Linked DNA regions of Mus musculus: all the other regions are linked to region 1. Evidence: chromatin contacts called from public HiChIP or PLAC-seq and promoter capture Hi-C data. All regions are on one chromosome and are shown on one strand. The core of a region is the stretch at or near the end of the contact, and the rest is flanking DNA. Distances in the headings are between cores, read along the strand shown. Region 1 holds the start of E230016M11Rik (RIKEN cDNA E230016M11 gene). Region 2 holds the start of Smarcad1 (SWI/SNF-related, matrix-associated actin-dependent regulator of chromatin, subfamily a, containing DEAD/H box 1). Region 3 holds the start of Hpgds (hematopoietic prostaglandin D synthase). Region 4 holds the start of Prdm5 (PR domain containing 5).

The links. Promoter capture Hi-C pulls out the DNA fragments that hold promoters and counts their contacts. HiChIP or PLAC-seq counts read pairs in DNA pulled down with a chosen protein or histone mark.
Region 2: a contact with region 1 is called in a promoter capture Hi-C map of pre-B cells, with 5 times the contacts expected there. The contact joins the promoter of Smarcad1 here to the promoter of E230016M11Rik in region 1. A contact is called at or near these places in 5 of 39 promoter capture datasets (the C10 cell line, embryonic stem cells, hippocampal neurons and 2 more), 1 of 115 datasets of contacts at active chromatin or transcription factors (astrocytes) and 2 of 9 other capture datasets (adipose tissue and embryonic stem cells).
Region 3: a contact with region 1 is called in an H3K27ac HiChIP or PLAC-seq map of microglia, with 6 times the contacts expected there. The contact joins the promoter of Hpgds here to the promoter of E230016M11Rik in region 1. A contact is called at or near these places in 4 of 39 promoter capture datasets (cranial neural crest, hippocampal neurons, liver and 1 more), 2 of 115 datasets of contacts at active chromatin or transcription factors (bone marrow-derived macrophages and microglia) and 1 of 9 other capture datasets (macrophages).
Region 4: a promoter capture Hi-C map of stem cell-derived epiblast-like cells shows a contact between it and region 1, with 4 times the contacts expected there. The contact joins the promoter of Prdm5 here to the promoter of E230016M11Rik in region 1. A contact is called at or near these places in 6 of 39 promoter capture datasets (the 3T3-L1 cell line, 3T3-L1-derived adipocytes, cranial neural crest and 2 more) and 1 of 115 datasets of contacts at active chromatin or transcription factors (embryonic stem cells).

The regions. Positions count from the first base shown.
Region 1 is chr6:67,035,106-67,038,529 of GRCm38.p6, forward strand. E230016M11Rik (RIKEN cDNA E230016M11 gene) reads left to right here and starts at 1,494. Exons shown (of 7, transcript NR_040278.1): 1 at 1,494-1,830. Gadd45a (growth arrest and DNA-damage-inducible 45 alpha) reads right to left here and starts at 2,302. Exons shown (of 4, transcript NM_007836.1): 1 at 2,096-2,302; 2 at 1,905-2,006; 3 at 1,573-1,810; 4 at 1-667. The coding sequence starts at 2,139. The coding sequence ends at 554.
Region 2 is chr6:65,040,704-65,044,127 of GRCm38.p6, forward strand. Smarcad1 (SWI/SNF-related, matrix-associated actin-dependent regulator of chromatin, subfamily a, containing DEAD/H box 1) reads left to right here and starts at 1,888. Exons shown (of 24, transcript NM_001355250.1): 1 at 1,888-2,027; 2 at 2,503-2,742. The coding sequence starts at 2,553.
Region 3 is chr6:65,142,936-65,146,359 of GRCm38.p6, forward strand. Hpgds (hematopoietic prostaglandin D synthase) reads right to left here and starts at 1,795. Exons shown (of 6, transcript NM_019455.4): 1 at 1,738-1,795.
Region 4 is chr6:65,777,148-65,780,571 of GRCm38.p6, forward strand. Prdm5 (PR domain containing 5) reads left to right here and starts at 1,815. Exons shown (of 15, transcript NM_027547.2): 1 at 1,815-2,046. The coding sequence starts at 1,954.

The DNA.
Region 1 (3,424 bases), core at 244-2,743:
CATACCAGTTTATTTTAGATAATGTGCTTCAAAAACTTTATCATAAATAACCTTTCACATCATAAAATAACTTAGTAAGATTTATAATAAAACTTCTGAGAATTTAACATCTCATCAAAATACATTTAAACTGTGGCTTGAAAATATGATTAATCCTCTTTTACTTTCCTTTTATTTGAGGGCATAAAGACCAAAAAAAAAAAAGAAAAAAAATACCCAAACTATTGCTATACATTTAAAGTTTCAACAAAGCAATATTTGGCTTATTTGAAAGTAACCTGGCCATCCTAAATTAGCAGTTTTCTTTCTTGCAGTGCTTTGTAGTTTTTGTCCCTTTTGCCTTGGATTTCTCTTTTCTCGCAGCTTCCTTCTTCAGGCTCACCTCTCTCTCCCTCTGCAAAGTCATCTCTGAGCCCTCGTGCAGTTGAACTCGGCCCCTTGACATCAGTTTCTGTAATCCTTGCATCAGCGTGGGGAGTGACTGCTTGAGTAACTACAAAGGTATTTCAAAACTTCAGTGCAATTTGGTTCAGTTATTTCCATTCGGATGCCATCACCGTTCCGGGAGATTAATCACGGGCACCCACTGATCCATGTAGCGACTTTCCCGGCAAAAACAAATAAGTTGACTTAAGGCAGGATCCTTCCATTGTGATGAATGTGGGTTCTGTGAACAGATTTTGAAAAAATTACTTCCCCGGAAAATAATCAGCTTCTGCTACTAATTGTGCTACTTTTGAAAGGGCCAAACCCCGAACATTCTGTTAAAAACAGCATCTAGCATAGTCTAAACACCTGTAACGTGCACGGAACTACACAGAGTTTTGCATATTAACTACCCCATTCTGCATGAGGTTACCATTCTTAAGACCTCCCTTCCAAGCATGTACCCTGGTGGGTCATAAGTAAAAGACTCCTGAAAAGCATTCTCAGGCTGTGTGCACGGTGAGGGCTGCAGGGCAGGCAGCTGCTGAACTCTTATCTTCCCTGACGATGAATAGCACATTTTACTGGCAGCAACAAGTAACCAGGCAGTCACTTCCCTACACAAGTCAGAAGAGAAAGAGTACAAAAACAAAAAACCAGAAGACCTAGACAGCACGGTTCTTTCTGAAAACACTATCAACCCACCACACATTTTTAAGCGGTGGGGAGGAGGGAGCTCGTTTAAACAAACTCAAGAGCAGCAAAGAAAAGAATTCCACTCGGTACACTTCAGAGTATCTATCTATATCCAGGGAATTAATAAGGTCTGTCTCCTACACCACTTCTACCTTTAGCTTTGACAGCAAATGAAGAATGAAGCTAACTTCTTAACGAAGGGTAAACCGGGAATTTATTTGGCTTTATCTAATCTGTTCTGCTCAAAGAATTAGCCACGCGAGGTTGTGCAGAGGTAAGCAGAGGTAGCAGCTGGGCAGCTTGCTGACTCACAGGGATATCTTCCGCCGCTGGAGGCCACCCACGAGCTTAGACACGCTCCGTACCCTATCACAACCCCCGCGAGATCAGCGTTCAGCTCGGACAAGGTCCACCCCAGCAGATTCTGGGCTGCAGCCCCGGGTCTCTTACCGTCACCAGCACACAGTGCAGGTCCGGGGTCTGCGCGGCGCCCCCGCTCTCCGCCGGGCCCGCGTCGTTCTCCAGTAGCAGCAGCTCAGCTAGCCGACCCGGGTTGCTGACCCGCAGGATGTTGATGTCGTTCTCGCAGCAGAACGCACGGATGAGGGTGAAATGGATCTGCAGAGCCACATCCCGGTCGTCGTCTTCGTCAGCAGCCAGCAGGCACAGTACCACGTTATCGGGGTCTCTGCGGGCAGCGGGGCAGCGGTGAGTTGCATACGCTCAGGGGGGCGCGGGGTAGAGGCGGGTGGGTGGGCGAGCGGGGAACGCGGGCCACTTACACGTTGAGCAGCTTGGCAGCCTCGTACACGCCGACCGTAATGGTGCGCTGACTCCGAGCCTTGCTGAGCACTTCCTCCAGGGCATCGCCCACCGTGTCCATCCTGCGGGCGGCAGGGTGAGAGCGGGTCAGCCGGGTCCCCGGACGCGAGGCGGGAGGGGCGGCGGCCACCGAGTCGGCAGGCACACTTACCTTTCGGTCTTCTGCTCTGCAGCCGAGAATTCCTCCAAAGTCATATTGCAAGTGCGAGTCCCTCCCTCGGCGCGCGGGCTGCTCCTGGCCCCCACAGTGCGCGGCGCCGGCTCTGCGCTCGCTCCCACCCTCCCTTCTCCGCTCCGGCCGGCCGGCTGCTCGCCTAGCCTCGCTGGGGAACTCTGCACTGCTGCCTCGGGGCCACTGGAGGACAAAGGGCCCGATTCCGGAGATATGGGGCTAGCCCTCAGCCAACCAGGTCCAGCTTCATTTGCATGCAGTCAGGCCATTGGGTTATGCAAATTAGCAGACGTTGACACCCAGACCCTCGCTCCACCAAAGCAAGGCAGAGTTGAGCGGAAAGGGGCGGAGCTACGCGGGAGGGAGCCCACGGGACGAAGGTGGTGCTGAAACCCGGTTGGTGGGGTCCTGAGCCAGCTCTAGGTAGTTTGTGGAGCCTTCTGGTGCGGAGGGCTTTGCAGTGGTTCAAGTGTCCTCAGCTCTGACTGAAACAGCCTGCCAATTGTTTTTCTGGTTGTGGACATCTTTTGATTGTCGTTTCGTGCCCTTTGTGTTAAGGGGCTGCTTTTTAAATTTTACTTCCAGGGATTAATGCACTCCAGTCTAGCTGTTGTTAGTAAGCATATTTTTAAGTGTCCAGACATGCCGGGCAAAGCTTGCTTCAGTGTTTATATGCAAGTTTCAGGTAAACCTGCTTATTCCCAGTAGTAGTCTTTTGGTGCCCTGATGGCTGGTTTGATTTGGTTTTGGTTGGTTGTGAGAATTTGAAACTCCAGGGAGAAGAAAAAAAAAAAAAAAATCGCATTTGTGTGTAGTGGTGGCACAGTACCAAGTTGGAATCTTTTCCACAAAAAGTTGGTGAAATTTCTGCCTACTCCATGTAAGGTGGGGAGCTGGTGATCGCATGTTTAACGAGCCAAATTCACCGTTCTTAGAATCCTTCCTGAAGAAGGCTCCTTCTGATCAAGTAAGAGCTAAGAGAGAAATTCTGTGGTATTCAGAGGTGCCATCATGGAAATTCGAGGTGCTCACGATGTTCCCTGAGCGTCCCATCACAGGCAGAAGAGTATGACACCACCTTTACTGTCTATGAGCTCACTCTGAATTACTGAAGCTGAATCATGAAGCTGTAACTGTAGTACATTTTAGCCATGTGCTCAAATTTCACCTTTGAGATAATAGCAACTTGTAGGTAGAAGGCAAACCCTCGTAACTGCAAGCAGGAGTTACAAAGTAAAAACAATTTTTAATGCAAACTTTTACTGGATAGCTCAAAACTCTCTTTGTTTTATGAGCTTATTCAGTAAA
Region 2 (3,424 bases), core at 638-3,137, 2.0 Mb before region 1:
ATTTATTTATTTATTTATTTATATTTTATCGTTTAAAATGTTTATTTGCTTTTATTTATTTTTCTCTTTTTGAATCCACACAGGCGCTTTGGGAACATATTATGGCTTCTGGTTTTGTGGTTTTTGTTTGTTTGTTTGTTTGTTTTGGTTTTTGAGACAGGGTTTCTTTTTTCTTTTTCTTTTCTTTTTTTTACACTGTGGCATGAGTTGTTTTAATTTGTTGTGCTGTTACTAAAGTTCTGAGAGCTGTGGTTCAAACATTCCAAGTTCTCCCATCTTTATTGATTCTCAAAATTTTGTACAGAAAACTCTTTGTGGGCTAGAACAGCAGTACTTGCACCACACTGTTTCCTTGACTTCAAGTTTCAAAAGCAAATTGAGACAGGGTTTCTCTGTGTAGTCCTGGCTGTCCTGGAACTCACTCTGTAGACCAGGCTGGCCTTGAACTCAGAAATCTGCCTGTCTCTGCCTCCCAAGTGCTGGGATTAAAGGCTTCTTTAGAGTCTCAAGGAATAAGGATAAACAAAGTGACTACTAGCCCCAAATTATCTGTCCTTAACAGAATTCTCCTTTCTGGTTGACTGTTATTAGTTGGTTTATGCTCTTACAAACTCTGCGTGTTGAGTCCTGAGTCCCAAGTAGTTCAGAAAGGGACCACATTTGGACATAGGGTCTTCAGAAAAGGTAATGAAGTTAAAATGAAGTGACTAGCACACGCTCCCATATTGTACAAATTATGTTCTCATTAGAAGAAATGTGGACATAGACAAGGTAAGTGCAGGCACAAGAACATGGTGTCACAAGTCTAGAAAGGAGGCCAGAATAGGTCTACAAAATACTTTCAGTGTATTTCAGATCTCAGAGAAAATGTTTCCTTGTGTTTATGCCATCTGGAATGTGCTACTGTTCTATTGTGACTGCTTTGGTTTGGGTATGGTTGGTGTGTGTACTCAAAAGGTGATGTATGTGGAAGAAGCTATTTTCATTTTTTTTCCCGAGCTATTTTCTAGTATAGTAGGGTAGAGAGGTAAGGAAACCTTTTCAGGGTGAGGTCCAGTGATGGGGCCATGGTCCAGACAAGGGATTAATGTTGTTCTCCTTTAAGTAGATTAATCTCAGAGAAGGTGGGCTACCACAGAAAAGGATGTATGAGCTTTCCTTGGTCTGTTGCTTCTTGGTGTGCTATGGGATCATTTCCTGAAAGGATATCCAACATGGTGCACACGTATCACAAATCGACTAGAAGAGAAAATGCCAACAAACAAAACCAAGGAAAATCATGTCAACAGTGGAGAAGCTCAAGCAAAGCCTTTGTGTTGAAAAGTATCAGATATTGTCTCTTACTAATTACTTAGCATCTGCAGGACTGTGTGTGTGTGTGTGTGTGTGTATGTGTGTGCGCGCTCTGTCTCACAGAACACTTGTGGAAGCCAGAGAACAACGTTCAGAATTGGTTTTTTTCCTTTTACTAAGTGGCTCTAGGTGATTGAACTCAGGTCATCAAACTTAGTAACAAGCACCTTTAAAAAGCGCCTTTACCCGCCAGGCCTCAGTTTTTTTTATTTTGTAAAACTGTCTTGTAATGATTGAGATTACACAATTAAAACACTGTCACGTTCGAAACGACGAACATAAATTTAGTGAAAAATTATATTGCATATTGACATTGTGGAACATAACCGACAAGCTCCGAATTAATTGTATCTTGCGACGCCATTTGCTCTCATCTTGTTTTATTGTTTTATTAGCTCTGTAGCCGGCGCGGTGAAAAGGAACCAAGAAACAATTCCAGCCTTAGAATCTAGCAGAGATAGATACAGGTTACCATGACAACGGCGCGCTCAGACATTTTTCTGACCACGCGACGCTTGGGAGAACAAGGCCTGGGCTGCGTGTTGCGTCATCACTACGCGCTCCGTGGCTTGCCCAGCGCTGCCTTGGAAGGTCCCGGCCAGGCTACCGTCGCCTCCCTCAAAGAATTATTTTGTTCTTGTCCACCTTTGTTCCAACGAGGAGCCTGCCAGGCTGTAAGTGCGTGCGTGCGTGCGGGCGGCGGGCTCCCTTCGGCGGCGCGCCGGCCTGTCAAGCTTCCTCCTCGGCCGGGCCTCGCCGCGTCTACTTCCGGGCGGCGCGCCGCTCCCGCTTCGGCCCTTTGTGTTCCCGCGGCGGAGGCTCGGGCCTCGCGGGCTTTGTGGAGGCGGCGGGCGCTCGGTGCGGGCTGCGTGGCGGGAAGGCGGGCGCGCACCTCTGCGGCCCGGGTGAGGACCTCGTGCGAGGGTCGGCTCGGGCTCGTGGGGTCGCGCGGGCCGGGTCGAGGGCGCGACGGGCATTTGGCCGGGACTGCAATCCGCCGTCCCCGTGTGGCCTAACAAAGCACAGCCGGAACCGGGCTCGGGCATCGGTGCGGCCGGACCCCCTTTCTCTGGGAGCCAAGTGTGGTGGCTTTGTGTGGCTCCTTGTTTTCACCGCCTCATCCCCCTGTTTTTTGTTCCCTCCCTGCAGCTAGTTCATTGAAAGCTGTCAGCCCCCTCAGGGTGGTGGTTCCTCCCAATATGAATCTTTTCAACTTGGACCGTTTTCGCTTTGAGAAAAGGAGTAAGATTGAGGAAGCACCCGAAGCAGCCCCTCAGCCCTCCCAGGCCCGTCCTTCGTCACCAATTTCTCTTAGTGCTGAAGAGGAGAATGCTGAAGGGGAAGGTAGCAGGGCAAACACCCCAGACTCAGATGTAACTGAGAAAACAGGTGAGTTACAATGTTGCACACTGATAACAACCGGAGGTGACAGGCAGGAGGGAATCCACTTTTTTGTTACACTTTAATGTTACACAGATTGATACAGTGTTTCCAGTTTTGTGCATTGAAATCCAGCATTGGGACTGCCATAGCCACCAACTACCTGCCAACCCGAGCCTTACCTCCATTGTCTCACTTGTAGGAGTTCTTGGGATTCAGCATAATGGTGGACGCTGAAAGCCGAGTGTAGAGAATTCTTGGGTCAGAATGGCTACTGAGAGAAGAATGTAGGCAGTTCTAGTAGACTTCAAGGTTATTAATTTAGTTACAGGTTTTCATCCATTCTAATATTTTCATTTTTCGCCCCTTGTTCTGTCTCTTTTGTTTGTTTTGAGGCAGGATCTGACTTTGTGGCCTTGGCGCTTGTGTGAAACCGCGTGGACTGGATGGCTTTGAACTTGTGATCCTTCTGCCTCTGCCTCCCAGTTGCTGGGATTCCAGCCACATGTCACCGCACCTGACATCTTTTCCTGGCTTTTTGAAAGCAGTGTCCCTCCCTGCCTTACCTTCTCCAGTGATTGCAGATGGGGTTTCATGCTTCCCCCAGCACTGATCTTTTCTGCAAGCTAGATGTGACAGATGCTTGAAGATAACATCTAGATCCAAATAAAGGTTAAAGAAATACTCCTTC
Region 3 (3,424 bases), core at 545-3,044, 1.9 Mb before region 1:
ATGCAAAGTTTCTGATTGAGTAGGTAGATATTTGGAAAATAACATGAGCATTTCCTCAGCACATGGCTGAGCAGAAAAGGCCTTGGGCAACACATGAGCTTAAATAGACTTCTAGCCACGGTAAGATTAAATTCTTAGTATTTACTAACCTTGTGGGGAGACATTTCACATAGGTTAATGGTGCTTTTTTAGAAGCAGTCTGTCTTTTGTGCTTCCACTCTATTAGGTTTGTATCAATTTTTACTTTTCATAATATCGATATTTCAGTTGATCATAAGAAATATGTGGGAGTGGTCAACAGGGACACCTTTAATGTAAATATTAATAGAATGTGAATTGTGGTAAGATCACTTAAGTCTGATTAGGCAGTTGTGCTATTTTGATTAAAGTAATAAAGTTAAAAATAGTATAATATTTGTAGTCTGTATGTCTAAAAGATGATAGAAATCCAAAGCCAATTCTCTGGCAGAAAGAGTCATCACCGATGGCTAGTTGCAACCCCAATTTTATAATTTATTTAACACCAGTGGCCTAACTGAACTCTCGCACTTCAATAAAAGATATCTGGAACTCAGAGATACTTGGGGTTCCCTGCCACGTTCTTTTCACATGTCCAGCAATTCTGCAATAGCTTGAGTCTGGAGTACACAACTGGAAGCATCCCTGGTCTTGCCGACAGTCTTAACCCCACCCCACATGTGGTGGACACGGCACACTGTTTGCACCTCTATTTGTGTAGAGTCTGGTATTTTAAAATGCAGGAGCTGGATGCAGAGAGCAGCTGAGGAGCTACTGTTCACAGGACATCTTGTCCATGTTGGACATCTTGCCCATGCTGGCATCTCCTAACAGAAGCCACTGCTCCTAACAACTAGGGGATGGAGCGTACAGGATTTCACGATTTCATAGTGCAAGGGGGGAGGGGAGTTTTAGTTCAGACCTGGACAATTTACTGGTAGGGAGTAAAAAATGTAGATCAAAAAAGAAATAGATGACACTTTATTTGCTAAGTTGCTCATTTCAAACACTGGATGCTTAATTTTGAATCAGTGAACTGGGATCTCTATTTTCTATCAAAAACCCCCAGAGAAATGCCACTTTCGAGGCTTGCTTTATGTTAACACCTGAGCACAGGGAGTAGCTACACTGCTCTTTAGGATTGTTAAGTTCAACCATCTGAACTGAAGTAAATCTTTTAAACTATCTCTACTGTCAAATGGTGAAGGAAGCAATTCTTGGACAAGCATAGACACATTTCAACCAAATATGCCTTAACATGATAGAATGTGATGCAAAAAAAGCCCCCGGACACACACACACACACACACACGCACACACACACACACACACACACACACACACACACACACACAGAGCACGCGCACACTCACATGCATGTGTGTGCACACGTATACAGGGTTGAAGGGGCATAAATGAAAATTTATACTGCTTTACATTCTAAAGAAAGTTACCAAGAGAGTTCTAAAGATGTTATCAAGGATGATCAAGATGGGATTTTCTTTTTCCTTCAGGGGTGGTGATGCTCAGGGAATTTCTAGAAGCTTTTGGATCCACAGCTCTTACAGGTTGTCATCCGATTTCTACGTGACCATGTGTGTATGAAAGCCTGGAGTGAGCTGACGCTGTTAAGATGGAACATATAGACCACCGAACAGTCTCAAGCTGGGGAAGACGGGGAGAATCAAACAGAAAGAAGAAAGAGTTCGTGTCACTTACCTATGCAGAGAGCCTTTCCTGTGCCGTGTCTCCGTGTCTCAGTTCCTGTCTGTACAGTGGTTTCTGTGATGAGTGGCAGTCACAAGACAGCCAGAGGCCACTTCCTCCACCTAAAAGCCTTCCTGCCTTTCTCACATGAGATGCACGAGTCCAAAGTTCAGCCTGTAAAGAGCTCTGGGTAGCTTTTGTCATCATTTCACAAGCTCTCTACATTAGTCCAACGTATTTGCATAAAGAGTAAAGTCGCAGTCACAGGTGCTTGTGTGTACAGATTGCTACAAGCTCTTTATTCTTAGTCTTACACCACAGACTTCTGGGGAATGAGAAAACAAGCCCTGTCACGTTTTCTTACAGAGACAAAAGTGTCTTACTTCATTTCCCAGTCTCCCTGGAGACGCCTTTGCCCCGTGCCTTCTCACCCGCGTCCACCCCCAGCACACGCACCGTTTGCTCACCGTTTGCTCTTCATCATGACGTCCCTCACTGCATGATTTATTTGTTTGGTCCCTGCCCTCACACAAGCAGTGTCTGTAACATCCAGTGCTTCAATGTTCCCTCTTTTGAGCTTTCTCCCTTCTACAGGATTGTTGGACATGTCACATAGACCCTGATCTCTATCTGATGGCTGAACGCTCTTAGCATTTCGGCATGGGTCAGACTTTTAAAGACTACATTTGCATGGTTGCTTGAGTTCTGTTTACACTCATTTCTTGGAAGAGGTCCACAGTTTGAAAGAGTCTTAGTGTACAAGATTCAAATACTCCATGAGAGTACCTTTTTCTAGTAGGAACTCATATCTATCAGCTTTAAATTATAACACAAGTTTAATTTCAGTGATAATATTAGCACAGCTTACTGAAAATGTCCAATAAAATATCTGCCTGTGCATCCTGAAATCTGGAAGTTACCCAATGAGACATTGAAACCACACGGTGCTTTTCATGTCCCCAGAACAATCATACCTAGGGGCAACTCTTTTTTTTTTTTAATTTAATTTTATTTTTATTAGGTATTTTCCTCGTTTACATTTTCAATGCTATCCCAAAAGTCCGCCATACCCACCCCCCCAATCCACTACCCACCCACTCCCCCGTTTTGGCCCTGGGGTTCCCCTGTACTGGGGCATATACAGTTTGCAAGTCCAATGGGCCTCTCTTTGCAGTGATGGCCAACTAGGCCATCTTTTGATACATATGCAGCTATAGTCAAGAGCTCCAGGGTACTGGTTAGTTCATAATGTTGTTCCACCTATAGGGTTGCAGTTCCCTTTAGCTCCTTGGGTAATTTCTCTAGCTCCTCCATTGGGGGCCGTGTGACCCATCCAATAGCTGACTGTGATCATCCACTTCTGTGTTTGCTAGGCCCCGGCATAGTCTCACAAGAGACAGCTATATCTGGGTCTAGGGGCAACTCTTATCAACCATGTCATAAGATCCATTTCAAACGAGCTTCTTTTTACTTTGAAAAAGAAAACAAAAAACCTCCAATGATAAATGAGAAAAATATAAATATACATAATATAAATATAAAAATTATATAAATGTAAATAATATAAATACTAATTTGTAAAAAGTTTAAGAAGACACGGGTACAGCCTCTTTTCTGCTCATTACAAGAAGCGAAATAGATGCTGTCTGAGGTGAGGTTAATGGACACAGTGATAAAGGCTCTCACTGAAAACTGTGTA
Region 4 (3,424 bases), core at 565-3,064, 1.3 Mb before region 1:
TCCAGAACTACCATTATGTGAACTGATTGAATCTACAGGACCTTCTCACCATAACTCACCAAACTGAACCTGTGAGCCAAAACAGATCTGACAGTTGTATCAGTCATGTTTGAGTCAATACAGTTGGGTAAGGTAAGTTCTTTTAAAAGAACTCAGAGCTCAAGTCACTCTTTGGTTTTATAGTGGAAAAGGGGAAATCGGTGTAAGAACATTAGTCCTGCCTTGTTGGTTAATTACAAATACTTTCACGTTCCATCACTTCTGCAGGTTTTGAATTTATAAGTGAACTGTAGGTATAAACAGGACACATATCTGCTCAGTTTTATCTTATAGATCCTTCTGCAGAAAGCAGTGCTTTATCTTTTGTTGAACACAGTTGAATGAATTGACTTGGACAACTGACCACAGTATAACCATCTTAGTGTTTATCCTGATGTGTTATCTAGCTTGGAAAGGAAACACTGGAGACACGCAACAAAGAGAGGCAAGATATATTTGGTTTCATGGGCTGAGAGGTTTCGTGGCTCCATCACTTTCATGTCTCATGGCAACACAGAGGCACGTTGATGTAAAGGTAGAGAAAAGCTGCTCACCTTGGCATCCAGGAATCAGAGAAAGATGAAGAGGGACCTTAATGTCCTTTAAGAGAATGCTCATTTAATGACTTACGTTGTCCTATCAGGCTCTATCTTTTAAGTTCTACCAGCTTCCAATAGTAGCACTGGATAATGAATATGTCTATGGATGAATCCATTGACTAGGCTAGAACATTCCTTATACAATCACTTCCCAAAAGTATTCAACACATGAGTTTTGGCGAGACATTACCAAGGACTACATTACAGTCCTTTTAACAGCTACTCTGCTTTCTACTCTGATTTCTATTTTCTGTGATAAAACATTCTGGCCAAAAGGAACTTGGGGAGGAAAGGACTTTTTGGGGGAGAGGACAGGGCAAGAGGCGTATGTTTCCCATCTTGGTCCATCATTGAAAAATGTCAGGGCCAAGAGCTCAAGGCAGGAACTTGGAAGCAGGAGCCAGAACAAAACACTGCTTGCTCCCTATGGCTTGCTCAGCTTGCCTTTTTAAAAGACAACCTAGGACCATGTGACCCAGGGATGTCACCATCTACAATGTGCTAGACCCTCCCATTCCAATCTTTAATCCAGAAAAATGATCCACAGACTTCCTACAGAGCAATCTGATGGGGACATTTTCTCAATTTAAATTCCAGCTTCCCAGAGGGCTCAAGCTTGTGTCAAGTTAACAAAAAAAACCTAACCAGGATAACTGGTCTATTAAGGACTGGTAACCCAGTCTTGTTGAATGGAATGCAAGGCCCGGGGTCTGACTTGAACAAATCTGGTAAGAGGACTTGGTAGTCACAAGCCTTGGAAAGTAATAATCACTTTCCAGAAGGCTCCTCACCATATTACTTAAATACTTATATCCAATTCTCATCTTGAAATAGAGCAGACTCCTTGGCCTCTCCTTAGTTCAACCCTGGAACACTCATCCAGTAAGACTCAAAGGTTTCCCAGACTTTCTGGGTTGGTCTCGGCTGTGGTTAGCAAAAGGCTGTTTTGGAAATGCCAAGGCCTATTTCATTCTGCATCTGAGGAGATGCGGGAACCTCTGCCGAACGCAGAGATGGTGAGGAGGGTCGATGTGGCTACAGGCTCATCCTCATCTCGGAGCTGGAAGCTCCATGGCCTGGGGTTTGAGGCTTCCAGCCGGCGCCACAAACTTTGGGCCAATCAGCGCGGCCCGGTGGCCTGGGCTCCCCACCGCTCCGGCCGCGCCTGCCCCGGCCGAGGAGGGGCCTGGCCGCGGGGAGCCGAGGAGGGAGGTGGGGATTCTGGGAGCCGAGCTCATTTCCTCCTCCCGGCCGCCCCAGGCCCGCACCCCATCTCCACGTGCGGCGCCTCCGGAGCGCGGCCGAGCCACGGAGGATGCTGGGCATGTACGTACCAGACAGGTTCGCCCTGAAGTCGTCCCGGGTCCAGGACGGGATGGGGCTCTACACGGCCCGCCGCGTGCGCAAGGTGGGTGAGCGGCCCGCTCAGGCCGCGCCACGTCCCAGGGCCTGCGGGGAGAACGGGCCTGTAGGGAGCGGGTGTCTGGTTGTCTTTCGCGGCTGTGGCGAGAGGCTCCCATGGGCTGCAGTCTCCCCCAGCCCAGCGCCGGACGGCTCCTGAATTCTGAACAGTTGGCAGCCTGGTCATACCCCTCACTGCTTGTGCAGATGGGCCCTGGCAGCTTGCAGCCCAGTGCAGGCCCGGGAGCCACAGAAGCAGGCCTTCCCGACATTGCCATCCTGGGGGTGGTATCTGGATCTTCGGCCTATTTTCTTTGAGTTTTTGAATTTTATCCTGGCATTGGATCACCTTCCAGAACGGCACAGGCATGGGATCAAGTTAAGCGCAGGTTTCCCTGTCTGTGAGATGACCCACTATAGATGTTGGTTGTTCATTGGAGAGATGTAGAAGACAGGAAACCAGAGCGCTCCAAATCTTAAGTTATAACTTTAGAACATGGTGGCTTGAGCTATTGTGGGTTAGCAGACTTGAAATAGAGGAGTCAGGGCAGAGACATCTAGAGTAAGCAGATCCAAGGTTCACAGAGCAGGGCCAATGCTTGGTACTTTGTCCATATATATCATTTGACTTTACCCCTCAGTACTCTGGGGAACTGTCTTTTAGTTATCATTTAAGAGGTGAGCATAGGAATGCTGCAGTTAACCTGCCAAGTTAACGAATTAAGCTTCAAACCCATGGTTTCTGAAAGGAAAACATATGCTCTTTCTAGAACATTCTGTTATGGAACAACATGTTTATAAACCTTGCCCCTGACACGTTCCCGGCCTCTCCTCGCTGTTTTGATTTTGCCCTGTTAGCAGATACTTAGAAAAGCAGAGGTTCAGAGGGTAGTGTGTGAATGTAGCTCTGGGCTCACAACATGACCTACAAGAAGTTACCATAGGTCAAGTGGTCAAAACAAAACAAAACAACAACAAAAAACAACTCACATATTAAATGTAGACAAACAAAACACAGGAGTTAATACTTCATTCCATTTAGTGATGAGTTGGATAGATATTGCCACATGACGAAATGTCAAAATCAGCAGTCTTGCAAAGCCAAGTATCACCATCATCAAATGACTCCCATGTCCCATTGACATATGCTTCTGTTTAGGTCTTACAGCATGAAAAACCCCTAAATGGACTTTTCCTGAAGGTTTCTGGTGTAACTATAATTAAGAATAATTTTGTGCTCACGAATAGTAGGACACCAGACAGCTGTCCAAAAGTAAGAATTACTGCACAATCCTCCTTCTGCTTTACTCAGACCATTTTTTGGTAGTTGAGCAGGGCATTCTCTTTGACATTTTCATGTCCTTGTGTTGGGAGTACTCGTTGGT